Linked DNA regions of Oryctolagus cuniculus: region 1 is linked to region 2. A link is a contact called in public Hi-C data. All regions are on one chromosome and are shown on one strand. Each heading gives the region's core, a stretch centred on a gene start, on an enhancer-like site or on the middle of the called end of the contact. The rest is flanking DNA. Distances are from core to core; before and after follow the strand shown.

The links. A called contact is a pair of places that touch in the nucleus more often than the background predicts.
Region 1: a contact with region 2 is called in a Hi-C map of an unstated tissue, with 7 times the contacts expected there. The contact joins two enhancer-like sites. A contact is called at or near these places in 6 of 6 Hi-C or Micro-C datasets (ear pinna, embryonic fibroblasts, liver and 3 more).

The regions. Positions count from the first base shown.
Region 1 is chr11:66,840,577-66,847,370 of mOryCun1.1, reverse strand. RASSF3 (Ras association domain family member 3) reads right to left here. Exons shown (of 5, transcript XM_051845645.2): 3 at 6,690-6,794; 4 at 4,674-4,783; 5 at 1-2,367. The coding sequence ends at 2,218. Among named protein-coding and RNA genes, the nearest start is that of GNS, 62 kb to the left of the region's middle. Within about 2 kb of position 1,275, at least 1 of the 8 cell types and tissues checked has an H3K27ac peak or open chromatin away from gene starts, as enhancers often do.
Region 2 is chr11:66,708,170-66,715,744 of mOryCun1.1, reverse strand. No RefSeq gene overlaps it. Among named protein-coding and RNA genes, the nearest start is that of RASSF3, 65 kb to the left of the region's middle. Within about 2 kb of position 5,859, at least 1 of the 8 cell types and tissues checked has an H3K27ac peak or open chromatin away from gene starts, as enhancers often do.

The sequences.
Region 1 (6,794 bases), core at 26-2,525, 140 kb before region 2:
AACATCTTCCCTGTACCATCACCTACTGAAGAGAAACAGCATCAGGCAAAGCTTGGAAACGCTAATGATGATCACACAATGATTTGTAACAAGTCTTCGGCGGTAGGGGCCGTTTTCCTTCTTTGACACATTACAAATGCTGCTGCAGTTTCCAGTGTTGGGAGAGAACATCAGTCTTCAAGAACCACGACCTGGCAGGATTCCAAGACAGTTAAGTTTTCCAAATCGCAACTTGTAGTGCACATGACAGTGAGCGAGGTTCCGGATAAATACAGATTGAGGATGCCTGTTTTAGACAAATCTCTACTTCAAGTAAAAAAAAAAAAAAAATTCACAGATACCCATCAGCTACTACCTTAAGTTCTAACAGTGTCTTAATCTGAGAAACAAATGCTTCACCAAATATAAACTCACTGGGTTGAGTAATTAAAAGACCAGGTGGCTGACGACAGCATACTCAAGCCTCAAGGTCTGAACAGTAAAACCAGTACACAACTCACAAAGGCAGTCCCTGAACAATAAAGTGTCAGATGACAATGTCACTAAAGCCTCATCAATGCACTAAGAAGTTACATGCAAAATTAAACAAGAGGTGCCATACATATTTTATAGCTAGTTCTACTTCTATTTTTTTTCCAACTTTCCTGAAAAGCTTATGAAGATAACGATTGTCTCAGTAACTCAGGTGCCACAGCAGAACCAATGTGGAATCTGCCTCCAGCAACAAGGGGATTCTCTGAAAAGCAGGGAGACAGAAATACAAGGCACAGTTCACCGAAGAGGCAAAGAACTGAAGCACCTTGGAATTTCAATAGGAATCCATTAGGTGTCACCAAAGTGTTAACAATTCCTTGGGAATTTATAAAACAAGACAAAAAAAAACTCTAGATAAAGCTACGACATAAGGCCCCTCTGAAACCACAGCACGTCCTTCCCCGCTTGCAGATACACGCTGCTGCGTAAAATGAGGTCACGCCGCCTGTTTTAAGGAAGGCTTCTATTGCACAAGCATCTCTTTGGTTGGAAGGAACGGGCGCCTTCGTTACATTACAGCCGGACAAACGCCTGCGGTGAGGTCAGCGGGGGCGGGGGCCTTTTCTCCCTCCTTGCGTAGAACAGAGAAGGCTGGGGTGGCCCTCGCTCTTCAATCAATCAGGAGGAGAGAGAAGAGAAGGAGAGGCAGGATGGAGGAAGGGGGTGGGGCCGGGAAGGCAAGAGAAAAGGCAGGACAGGGGACAAGGACTGGGCGGGGGAGAGGGGTTGAAGAAAATGGGCAGGGAGTGATTGTCACCCAAGTTTGCTCAGGGCCCTTTGCTCCCAGCTGACGGTCAAGGGGAAACCAGCTGCCCTTACTTTGGAAACAACTTTTGGCGGGGAAAACAGGAGGCAGTAAAGGGCCGAGGCCCGAACCAGTCAGACCTTCCACTCCCCAGAGCGCAGCCCTGGCTGGGCGAGGCCCCGCTATGTCCAGGCCGCATCCTGCGCTCAGCTCACAGCTCCTGGCTCCCTCCTTTGGCTTAGATCCTACCTCTTTGGCTCTGTTCCCACATTGAACCCACAAGGCAATCAAGCAATCCTAAAACGGGCTGAGTATCTCCACACTGAATGCCTTTCACTCTGTAAGCCTCTACCACCAACTCTGCAGCCCAGCGTGTCCCGGGCCTTCCGCGTCTCTGCCTCCACACGTGCCTTCTTCCAAACTTGCTCTGAACGTTCTTCGTCGAACTCCTCCACGGATGTCTAGGCGTTCCTAGACTCCCGTGCCTTCGAATTCACATGGATCGTTTCCTCTCGACACTTACAAAACCAGACATGGACAGGTAGTTTCAACACAGAACGAGCATTCTGAGAGATTCCTCGTTAAGCTTTGAAAAAGCCATCTGCACATCCTGAAGCTTAACATCATCCTCACAGAACTACAACAACCTAAAAGAAGATAAGAACACAAAAACCCAGAGTTCATGCTTCCAAGCACTGTAGGCGCTCCTGCCAAGGCTGCCTGCGGGCCCCCGCTCGCTGCCATGGAACAAGCTAGCAGAGTCCCTTACACAGTGGCTAAAGGTGCAGGAGGCTGCGTGACCAGGTCGTAGGAACTAGATCTAGAGAGAAAAGGGGGAAGACCCTAGCGTCCCAGGGCGAGCACACAGCCCTCTGCAAAGCGAGGCACTTGGGTGCGTGGGTCCCGCCGCGTGCCTTCCTGGCAGGGAGCCGGCCGCTCTACCCGGGCTTCCAGCCCTCGCCCAGGGCCTCTTCCAGCTTGTGTCTGTAGGCAGAGTAGCGCCGCCTCAGGCTCTGCAGCTGCTCGTCTTCTTCTTTGTCCAGCATGCGCAAGAAGTTCTGCAGCTCTGGAAGGCTGAAGGCTTCCCACTGTGAAACAACACACACACAAAATCCTGCCAGGTACTGAACTCGGAGTCAGGACTCAAGCAAGGGGCTGCTGATGCTGTAACACAGCGGGTAAAGCCGCCGCCTGCACTGCCAGCATCCCATATGGGCGCCGGCTGGAATCCCGACTGCTCCACTTCTGATCCAGCTCCCTGAGGGTGGCCTGGGAAAGCAGCAGATGATGGCCCAGGTGTTTGGGCCCCTGCACCCACGTGGGAGACCAGGATGAAGCTTCTGGCTCCTGGCTTCAGCCTGGCCCAGCCCTGGTGTTGAAGTCATCTGGGGAGTGAACCAGTGGATAGAAGTTCTAACTCTGATTTTCAAATAAATAAATAAATATTTAAAAACAAATAAATAAATTAAAAAATAATTTTTGTAAAGTGAGAAACATGGAACAGAAGAGCAAAATATTACATTAGAATATTGTGAGGGGCCAGCGCTGTGGCGTAGCGGGTAAAGCCACCACCTGCAGTGCCAGCATCCCATATGGCTGCTCCACTTCTGATCCAGCTCTTTGCTATGGCCTGGGAAGGCAGTGGAAGAAGGTCCAAGTCCTGGCTCCTGGCTTCAGATCAGCGCAGCTCTGGCCGTTGCAGCCAACTGGGCAGTAAACCAGCAGATGGAAGACTTCTCTCTGTCTCTCTGTCTGCCCTCTCTTTGTGTAACTATGACTTTCAAATAAATAAATCTTTTCAAAAAAGAATATTCTGTGAATTTGTCATAATTAAACTGTACGTTAAGGTCTTCAAAATAAGGGCATTATAAAGGGTCTTCTCCCTCTGTCCTGACAACTATGGAAGCTTTCCTCCCTCAGGTTAGTTTCCCTTAAATAACTGAGGAACAAGAACACCACACACAGGCCCAAGAAAGCAGTCTGGAGCCCTGAAACACAATGTACAGTAAGTTTTAAAACTAAGTTAACCTAATTCCTCCCCAGGGTTGCTTTAAACCATGTGAAATCCTTAAAAGCCCTATAGCAAGAAAAATAAACCAGTGACAAGACTATGCTAATGAGTCTGGCTTGGGCTTTCTCGGGCACAGATGAGACCTCTGCACCCAGCTCCCTCTCCAAAACCAGAGTCGGAATTCCTTTAAAAGCTTCAAGATCAGAAGGAACTTCAAAAATGTCTCAAGTCACAATCTTCCTAAAACTTCCTGAGCTGAGTGCTAATTTACACATCAGCATACTATCTGCAAAGCACATTTACATGCATGTCTAATCGGTGAGCACCTTTTCAGACAGCCCAGTTCCCCTTTACAGAGGGCATTATGACTGCAAGATTTACCCATGGTCAAGCCTTGAGGCTTGTATACAGTAGGAAGCAGGGCCCTGGTTTCCTAACTTCAAAAATTTTATTTATTTGAAAATCAGAAAGACAAACAGAGATCTCCCATCTGCTGGTTCACTTCCTAAATGCCCACAACAGCCAGGGCTGGGCCAGGCTGAAGCCAGGAGCCTGGGACTCAACCCAGATCTCCCACTTGGGTAGAGGAACCCAAGTACTTGAGCCATTGCCTGCTGCCTCCCAGAGGAGCTGGGACTCAAATCTGTGTCCTTCGATATGGGACACAGGCATCTCACGTGGTCTCTTAACTGACACATCAAATGCCTGCCCCACGGTTTCGTAACCTTTAACCTAGAAAACACATCCACATTGCATCGCCTTCCATATCGTCTCCTGTTCTAAACAAAAGACAGAGGCCCAGAGCTTAAGAGATGTGTTCTCGTGTCACTCTCAGGTTGATACTTCTAGAGGACAGTCTCAAGAGCTTTTATTCTGAACTGGCCCCAGTACAATCTTCCTGGAAACAGAAGGCAGACGATGCACTCAGAGAATTTATTAATGATTCGACTGGGCAAAGAAGGGGGAGACTCTCCAAAGTCAAATGTCTTTCGTGGTAAAGCGATCAGATTTCCTACATTGCCCTTTAGAGAGAAACTGGCCTGAAGACTCCTGTTAAGTAGCAAACATATGGAGAGTGTCAACTTTCAAAGTTCAGCTGGGTAAGAGTGCTGTGGAGGCAGGAAGGGATGGAAATGACTCTCTAGATGGAAATTTAAAATCTTCACTTCCTCCGACCTCTGAAAATTGCAGACCAACACAGTATTGTAAGAGAATTACACTGCAGGTTAACTTGGGGCTCACTCATTCAGAATCTCCTCTCTCTCTCCCCCACTCCTCTGCCCCTCTCGCTCTTTCTTCCCTGTGGCCGAGCCACCAGACTGGAACAATAAAACAGGGCCAGCTGCTCCGTTCAGTTTAAAGCAATAATGAACAACCACTTACCTCTCCGATTTCATGTTCACGAAGAACAAAGCTAAGTGTGTCTGTTCTGGGCCCTGCCACCAAACGCAGGTACAGTGGATGCTCCCGGTCTGACAGCTTGCAGGCGTAGACTGGGTGAGGAAACACAGCACATTACCAACGGTCCTTAATCAGTCCCAAGACCACCCTCCATCCTGACCCCCTCCTCCTCCTCAGATCAGGGATAACCCCAACCCCTTCCTGGCCTGCTGTGGAACAAAACCCCTTTTACTTCTTTTCCATCTGCCCAATGTACACTGTGCCTTGATTAAGGAGCAACTAATGGGGCTGGCGTTGTGGCGAAGCAGATGAAGCCACCGCCTGCGACCCCAGCATCACACGTCACAGCAGTGGTTCAAGTCCTGGCTGCTCCATTTCTAATCAAATTTCATGCGAATGCACCTACGAAGGCAGCAGAAGATGCCCGAGTACTTGGGCTGGTGCCACCCAAGTGGAGAACCCAGAGGGAATGACTGGCTCCTGACTTCAGCCAACCATTTGGGAGTGAAGCAGCAGATGGAAACTAACTCACTCTCTCTCTTAAGAGGAAATATTTTAAAAGAAATTTAAATGAGTATTGCTCCCAAAATGTGCTAAAATTTAGTTCAGCTCTTCCTTTTAGAAAGCAAAATAAGAAACTTTAAAAATGATCTGTAACTCTCATAAAAACAATGAAAATATACTGTTGAACAAACATGACACTAGCTAGGAGCAAATCTCTCCACAAATTAATTTAGAATTAGCAGCCACAGACAAACCAAGACATCAGAACACAAGCTCTGATGGCTTTGAGCAGAGCTGCACACGTGTCTCACGCTATGCATGCACCCCCAGGGCCCTGCTTGGGCCCCTGCCACCTGCCACCCCCGTGGGAGACCCAAATGGAGTTCCAGGCTCCTGGCTTCAGCCTGACCCAGCCGGGCCATTTGGAGGGAGAACCAGTGGATGGAAGTTCCTTTTCTCTGTCTCTCTCTGTCTGAGATTCTGCTTTTAAGGAAAAAGGAGAAAAAAAAAAAAGTCTGCATCCTATTTGTTAGTACCTGGGTTCACTACACTCACTTCCCTGGCTCCTGCCTCCAGCTTCCTGCTTCCTGCCAACACTGACCGTGGCACACAGTGGTGACAGCTTGAGCAACTAGTTTCCTCCCTGCTATGTGGGAGGCTTGGGTTGAGTGCTTGGCTCCTGGCTTCGACATGGCAATGTCAGGGAGGTTGTTCACTGGTGTTCCCTCCCCCATCATTCTCAAATTTAAAAAAAAAAAAAAAAAAAAAATGTGCACACACAACTCAGCTGGGTTTTATCCCATGCAACAGCATGTCAAGGTCAATATATTTTCTTCTATAGCTGTATTAGGCTTTAACAAAAAATAAAATAAAAATAAAAAAACACCTTGAGAAAATTTAAGTGATCTATGGCGCACAGGTACACATCAACTTCAAATGAGCACGCAGTTAAATCCCTAAATCACTGCTGTCCACCACCATTGGTGTAATTTCCACTAGCCGCCTGCCCTGGAATTAGCATTCAACATTTTTTTTTCTCATTCACTGAATGTGGGTATGGAGTTCAGACGGATAGATCAAAACATCATTCACTCATTTTATGTGGCTGTGAGGGCGGGGTGCCACCCCACGTGCACACGCACCCCAGCATGGAGTGCATGCCCGGAAGCCTCGGGCACCCAGGCATCCTCCTGTGTCTTGCAGAGCATTCCCAAAGCCCCTCCACTGCCTTTCTAAACTAAAAGGCTACTCCCTTGTGCGGGTCACAAGATCTCCCTTCACGCCCATCACACGCAGATGCCTCAAAGTTCTCAGACCCACGCATGTCCAACTCAAAACCAGGAACGGCCAGGAAACGGCCAGGTGGTGCCAGGTGGGTCACCAGGGCTCTGACGTCACCGACACAGACACATCCAGTCATCTGCCTGCTGCTAAAGGGGACACAAGGCGTAAGCAGAAGCAGAGACGGCTTTCGCTGGGAGCAAGGCCACGTACCTTGGTCTTCCCTGTGACAACGCTTATAAAGTGCAAACTTGGCAGGGCTCTCGGTCACGAGGAACTTTTTGAGCAGGGCCTCGATCACTTCCCCGACAGTGTTTG
Region 2 (7,575 bases), core at 4,610-7,109:
AAGATCCAGACTTTTCAAGTACTCAATTCAGGTTTCATATCAAAATTCATATTTGTTCAACAAATATTAGCTGAGCCTCTACTATGTGCCAGGTACTGAGAGTACCATGGGGAAGGAGACCAAGTTCTGTGGGCAGAGTATATTTGCCTCCCTTCAGTTTATTCTCAACCAGTAATCTCACCAATCCCTTTAGAAGAGAAGCTTCAAGAAGTTCACGAAAATGGAATTAAAAAGTTAAGTTTATTTTGGTGCCAAACCTTTTGACATCCATGCATAATTTTTTAATAGCTTGTATTTTTCATGAACTCACTGAAGATCTGTGCATGGACTTCAAAGTTTTTGGCACCAAAATAAACATATTTTAATTCTATTTCCATGAACCTTTTTGATGAAAGACATTTATTTATTTATTTATTTAGATTTATTTATTTATTTGAAAGTCAGAGTTACACAGAGAGAGAAGGAGAAGCAGAGAGAGAGAGAGAGAGGTCTTCCATCTGCTGGTTCACTCCCCAACTGGCCACAATGGCCAGAGCTGCGCCGATCTGAAGCCAGGAGCCAGGAGCTTCTTCTGGGTCTCCCAGAAGGGACTCGGGCCATACTCTACTGCTTTCCTAGGCCATAGCAGAGAGCTGAATCTGAAGTGGAGCAGCTGGGACTAGAACCAGTGCCCATATGGGATGCTGGCACTGCAGATGGTGGCTTTACCCACTATCCCACAGTGCCAGCCGCAAGACATTTATTTATTTATTTGAAAGAGGGAGTGGTATAAAGAGAGAAAGAGAGAGAGAGATCCTACATCTTCCAGTTCACTACCCAAATGGATGCAATGGCTGAGGCTGGTCCAATCTGAAGCCAGGGGCCCAGAATATCATCCTGGTCTCCCACATGGGTGTCAAGGACGCAAGTACTTGGGCCATTGTCTGCTGCTTTCTCAGACAGAGTAGCAAGGAGTTGGGTTGGAAATGGAACAGTCAGCCCTCAAACCAGAGCTCCAATATTGGAAGCTGGTGTTGCAGGCAGCAGCTTAAATCACAGTGCCACAATGCCGCCCCCCACCCTGAACTTTTTAAAGTACCCTGTATTTGCCAGAATTCTGTACTTAACAAAGGCTTTTCAGCACAACCCATCTGCAGTTTGACACAGTGACCCTGAGTATCAGTTCCCATCACATTTAAACCAGAATAGTGGGAGTGGGCACTGGGCTTAGCAGTTAAGACAACTGCGTCTCATACTACAGTGCATGGGTTTGATATCTGGCTCCAGTTCCTGACTCCAGCTTCCTGCTAAGGTAGACCCTGGGAGGCAGCAGTGATGGCTCAAGTAATCAGGTTCCTGCCACCCACAGGGGAGACCAGGATTGAGTTCCTGGATTCCAGCCTCACTGTTTGCACCCATTTGGGGAGTGAATCAGTGGATGGATGCTCTCTGTGTGTCGCATTCTCTCTGCCCCTCAAAAAATCAAATAAATAAATAAATAAAATAAAGGGGACCAATCACCTAGAGAGGAGTGGGATGGTCACGAGCCTTACGAGAGAAGAACATGTGGTTTTGTTCCTCAGATCAGAGACTGGATCAATGATTAAACTATAGGGAGACACGGATGTGTCCAATAGCAAGGAATTTACTGTCTTTCAAACCACATCACAGCTTCTTAAATGAATAAGTACCCCCTGGGGGAGAGGTTGAAGCAGTGACTGGTTAGCTGTCATAGGTCGTGAGTCTGATCAGGATGACTAACGTCAAGGTCTCACTGCCTTCTGAGATCTGGTGTCTTTGACCTAGAATGGCCCATTTCTTCCTGTGAAGGATGTATTATCCCAAAGCAGCTGTCTTGGTGGAATTCTTCGTAAAATTCCAGCTTTCTTAGGCAGTAGCTTACCAATTCTACAGGTCTCAGGCACTGCCTTTTCCTCGCTCCCTGGCCCAGTATCAGGGGCATTTAACCACTGCAGTTCCCACCTGCTCCCAGTGGTTCTGCACCAGGGGAAGGAGCACTTAGAAGTGGTTATTTGCTTCCTCTTTATTTCGCAGTTTCAATCCACTAGAAGACATCACCCTTTCTCTTAGCTAATGACTGAACCTAGTCTAATTATTGAACTGGCCTTTCAGGAGTTACAGTAATAAAGACACTGAAAAGAAAAAGCTAACAACTTTCAGGCCTCTCGAGCTGGTGGGGAGCACATGAAACTGCATGATACGGAACACGGAGAGGCACACTGGCAGAAAACCACTGCTGATCAAACCCTGGGGTCACAGAAGTAGAAAGCAAGTTGCTAATCTTGGAAATAAGGACCATGCAGACCAGGCTTCAGATCTCTTGCCCAGGTTCTTGAGGGTAGCAGGTCTTGGCTTTCACATTCTCTTTCCTTTATTGCTTTCCTCCTCCCCCTTTAAAACACATCCCCAGCTCCCCAAACCACACTGCCTCAAGGCCATCAGAACATAAAGAGATACTGCGGATTGTCCAGAGTCACATTGCAGCATTGAAGGAGAGCAGCTGAACGCTCCTCTCTAAGTTTGGGATGGAGTGATTTTGGTCTCAGATTGACCAACATCAGGGGTTTCTTCATGGCTACTGGACAGTTTTCAGCACTTGTGGAAGGTGGGTTGACATTGCTGTGCATTTGAAGATTTGAGGGTTTCTCAAAATGTTTGTAGAAAAATGGAATTAAAAGGCAAGTACATTTTGTTGCAAAAGATTGAAATCCATGCATAGCTGTTTTGCAACACACGTTTTCCATGAACTTTTTGAAGACCTCTCATCTCTCAGTCTCACCGGCAGAAAAACTGATAGTACTTGTTGAAATATTTTACAGTCATAAAACTAGCCAAAGGTCTTAGGAAAGTTGCTCAGCTTCTCTGAAACTCAAGTTTCCTCATTCATTTACCATAGATACGCTACCTACCTTAGTTCTAGGCCCAATGCCTACTCTACCTGCTGCGAGAGTAAAGGAAACAGCAATATTAGTTAATATTAATTGAGTATTTTCCTGCCAAGCACTGGACTACATACTTCTCTATGATTAGCTCATTAAATCTCCATGACGACCCTTTGAAGTAGGTATTATTACATTACTGCACACACGGATTAATGTAACACAGAGGAGCATGACTCTATCAAGGCCACCCAGCAAGTATTCTCCCTCACTTCTCCCCTCTTCTTCTTTCTTCTTCTTTCTCCTTTTGTTTTTTCCCCAGATGTTAAACATATTGAGAAGTAATTTACACAAAACAAAATGTTTTCTTTTTAAAATTTTTTTATTGTAAAGCAAGCATTTACCTCCTTTGGATTTCCAGTAGGAGAAGAGAAAAAGGAGGGAAGGACAGAAAACTTTAAAGGTGGGCTGAGCCTGTGGACAAACTCTGTTTTATTTTTCACCTTTGTAAAATCACTTAACCTCTGTAAACTTCAGTCTCTCTATAAAAGTAGAATTAGCGATGAGCCTTTGACCTAGGGGTTAGGGCCCTCTGCCCCACAGCAGAATCCCTGCGTTTGACACCTGGCTCTGGTTCCTCACCGCAGCCTACAGGCACACTCTGGGAAGCAACAGGTGATGGCCCAACGAAATGGGTTCCAGCTCCTCACCTGGCAGACCTGGGTTGAGTTCCCGGTTCCTGGCTTTGTATCCCGACACTTGGCCATTGTGGGCATTTGCGGAATGAACCAGCAGAAGGGAACTCATTCTCTGCCTATGTCTCTCTGCCTCTCAAAAAATTAAATACATATATAAATAACCTTTTTATTTAGTAGAAATAATATCTTGATAGAGTTATGATGAGAAATTAAATACCTAACATGAACATCGAAGATTAATGTTAACCAAAAAATGATAATGATAGTGGTTGTGTGTCCAAAAACTTTAGTACCATGCAGTGAGTACTCAGTAAATACAAGCCATCATTGCATACTGACTGCTTTCACTGAAATCTGTGGCTGCCACAGGGACATACAGGAATTAATGATAGAGCTCCCCCTGGTGGTCGTACTATCACATGCACAATCCACCTTCACCTCTGTCTCCATTGGGGCCCAGGAAGACTGGGGGCTCTGCCCGGCTGTTGACCGTCTTGCCAAGGGTTCCCAATGGACAGGAGTGGCGGTGGAAGCCCCTGAGGGTAATGAGAACATTATCATTAACTTGTAATGAAGGCTAATCCCCTAGGTATGTTTGAGGCTGAACCGCATAAAATTAACTGGTATTCAACCATTCCTGACTCACATAAATGGGCAATTTTAAGGGTTGAACCTAATGATTGCTATTATAGAGGGGGTCATTAAACACCTGTGTGTTTTAAAGTCAATTACAAAGGAGCAAGTAAAGGATGATTTTAACAATGACTTTGTGGCCTATAGGATCTAGACTGGAAGTCCAATCTCTCCTAACAGTTAAGCAAACCTCCAGGGACTTTAATAACTGCAGCTGTTTTCCTTATCTCATTATATATATATATATTTTGTGGATTTATTTATTTATTTGAAAGACAGAGTGACTGAGAAAGGGGTTTAGGGGCGAGAGAGAAGTGGAAAGGAATCTTCCATCTGCTGGTTCATTCCCCAAATGGCTACAACAGCCAGGGCTGGGCAGGCGGAAGTCAGGAGCCTGGAACTCCATCCAGGTCTCCCACTGGGTGGCAGGGTCCAAGTGCTTGGGCCATTCTCTCGGGCCCTCCCAGATGCAGCAGCAGGGAGCCAGATGAGAAGTGGAATGGCCAGAACTCAAACTGGCACTCATATAGGATGCCAGTGTTGCAGGCGGCAGCTTAACCCACTGTGCCACAACTCCAGCCTCCCCCCACCAAATTCTATTGGTATATTTAGAAGTGGATACAAAATAAGAGCAAGAGAATTGTTTTCTTGTTTTGGGGCAAAATTCTAAAGCTTCCAAGAATTTCAGCTTGGGACTGCACCGAGCTGAGAGCATTCTGAATTTCAGCCCTCCTGCAGTGCCACGGCCAACAGCATTGAGGATTATCCCAGGACCAGGAGATCTTGCAACATAATCAGCCGACCCCACATTTTGAGATATTGCCACGACTGTGAGTCCCTTGAATGATCTTAGAACCACTGTTTGCCATTTTTGCACCTTTAAAGCCAATAAGAGTAAAGCTGTCAATTAGAGAATTAAAACAATGTATTTCAGCACCACGTGTTGAGTATGTCTCACGCAAAGGAAATATCCGGTTTATAATTAATTCAGTGCTCATGGCCTTCTATGAGGTCCATATCTTTATTCTCTAATTGTACCTACAGGAACTCACATGCTAGTATGGCAGCCCCGAATGGGGAAATTCTCATTCTACCACAGAAGAATTTCATTAGAAAGCTGTCTCACATGATCAGCTTAGCTCTGTCTGTTGAATCAAAACTAGAGCTCACTAAAACAGCAACCTCTGTATCTTGAAGTTGATAATTTAAAAACAATTGAGCTAATATAAATTAAATACAAAATTACCTTAAAACATATTTATAGCCACAGAGTAGAGCTCAATATAACTTTTTAAAAATTGGCATAAAAATAATGTAACTCATTCAATTATCAGTAGTCCAGGTGCCCTCTGAGAAATTTCCTAGGGCATTTGTTTAAACCGTACCCTTGAACTCTACTTTTTTTTTCAGGTCAAACAAGCATATATTTGTTCTCCCTAGTACTTCTCATAATACTTCTATTATCCTCCCTGCTCTCTCATCCTATTAAATTACAAACTGCTTTCTTAGTCCAGGCTTTTTTTTTTTTTTTCCTTGTGACACAGGCATTTTCTGAGGTTAATTTTAAGGCTGGTACAACTTTGCAGGAACTCCAATAAGCTCCAGTGGTAAGAGTCACATCAGTTGCTACTTAAAATGAAGCCATCAGCCTGCCAGAAAAATCTATGATTCATGCCCTGTGCAGATTCCCCATTAGCTTCCTAAGCCCCTGCCAAGTGTAATTAAGTTGACTGACAATTTAGCATATATGAGCCACACACAGTGAACAAACACTTCCAGACGGCTATGGCTGTTGTGATCAAGAATTAACTTCATTGGGGCAAAACAAGTGGCAAACCACGAATCTGCTCAGGGGGTCATGGACAGTCAGCCCCATGGCTCCAAAGTGAATAACAGTTCCATTCACATATGAAGCAAAGTAAGGACTGCAGCCCAATTTTGACAATCCTACACAGACATGCCAGCAGGCTCTTAGAAAATGACGTGACACCTGAAGATCATGTAGTGAAGTGGCCTTGACCTTTTGGGAAAAAAAAAATAAGTCCCCTTTCTAAGAAGCACTCTGGTGTGTGGGAGGAGCAGATGCTAATGGTGAGCATGCAGAGAAACAGGCATCACTCACTGCCAGTTGTACCGCTTAGTCTGGAATCTCAGCAGCCCACGGAGACGGAGTGAGTGAGGATGGAGGTGCTAGCAGAACCCAGATTAAGGCTCTATTAGGAAGTGGATCATGGATTTGTACGTATAGGAAAGCACAGTGCATATGAGTGCCTTAAAAAGCTCATGGAAAAACAGAATTAAAGAAAAGTTAATGTTGGTGCAAAATTTTTTGAAATCCATGTACCATTTTTTATAATACACGTTTTCTTGACTTAAAAAACTTTTTAAAGGTTATTTATAAATTCATTATATTTGAAAGGCAGAGTAACAGAGACAGATCTTCCATCTATCTACTGGTTCACTCCCTAGTTGGCCACTACAGCTAGGCTGGTCCAGAATGAGGTAGGAACCAGGAGCTCCACCCTGCTCTCCCACCAGAGTGTCAGGGGCCCAAGTACTTGGGACATCTTCTACTGCTTTCCCATGTGCAATAGCAGGGAGCTGGATTGGAAGCAGAGCAGCTGGGACTCCCATCAGCACTCCAGCATAGGATATGGCATCGCACGTGGCAGCTTAATCAGCTGCAGCACATGCTGGCCCCTCTGATCTTTCTGAACACCTCTCATAGGCACAGATTTCAATTTGTTTGCACCAAAATAAGCTTATCTTTTTGTTTTCATGAATCTTACAAAATGCATTTATTTATTTAATTGAGAGATTGAAAGGGAGGGAGAGAGAGAGAAAACACTCCCATCTGCAGTTTCATTTTCCAATACCCACAATGGCCAGGGCTGATTGGGAGCTGAGGACTCAACCCAGATATCCCACATGGATGGCAAGGACTCAAGTGCTTGAGTCATCATTCACTGCCTCCCTGTGTGCACATTAGCAGGAAACTGGTTCTGGAAGCAGAGCATTCTAGTAGCAGAGCATTCTACAGGGATCTCAGTATTAATCAGTAGACCAAATGCTTGCCCCTCCCTAAACTGTTTGAAGTCCCTTTGTATAGACTTTGGTACTATCCACTAGCATCTACTGGGGGTCTTAGGACATATCCTCAGTGGATAAGAGGGAATTACTGTAGTGGTTAGAGATTTAACTGGGCAGGTGTATCGGGGGAGGAACTGTAAATTCCTCAGCAAGATAATCATTCTCAGGTTCTTTAACTGATAAGAAAAACAATCAACACACACATTCAAATTTTATGTCCCATTTTCAAAAGCAGCAGAGAATCCATCTGTCAACAAGACTACATCCTGAATGCA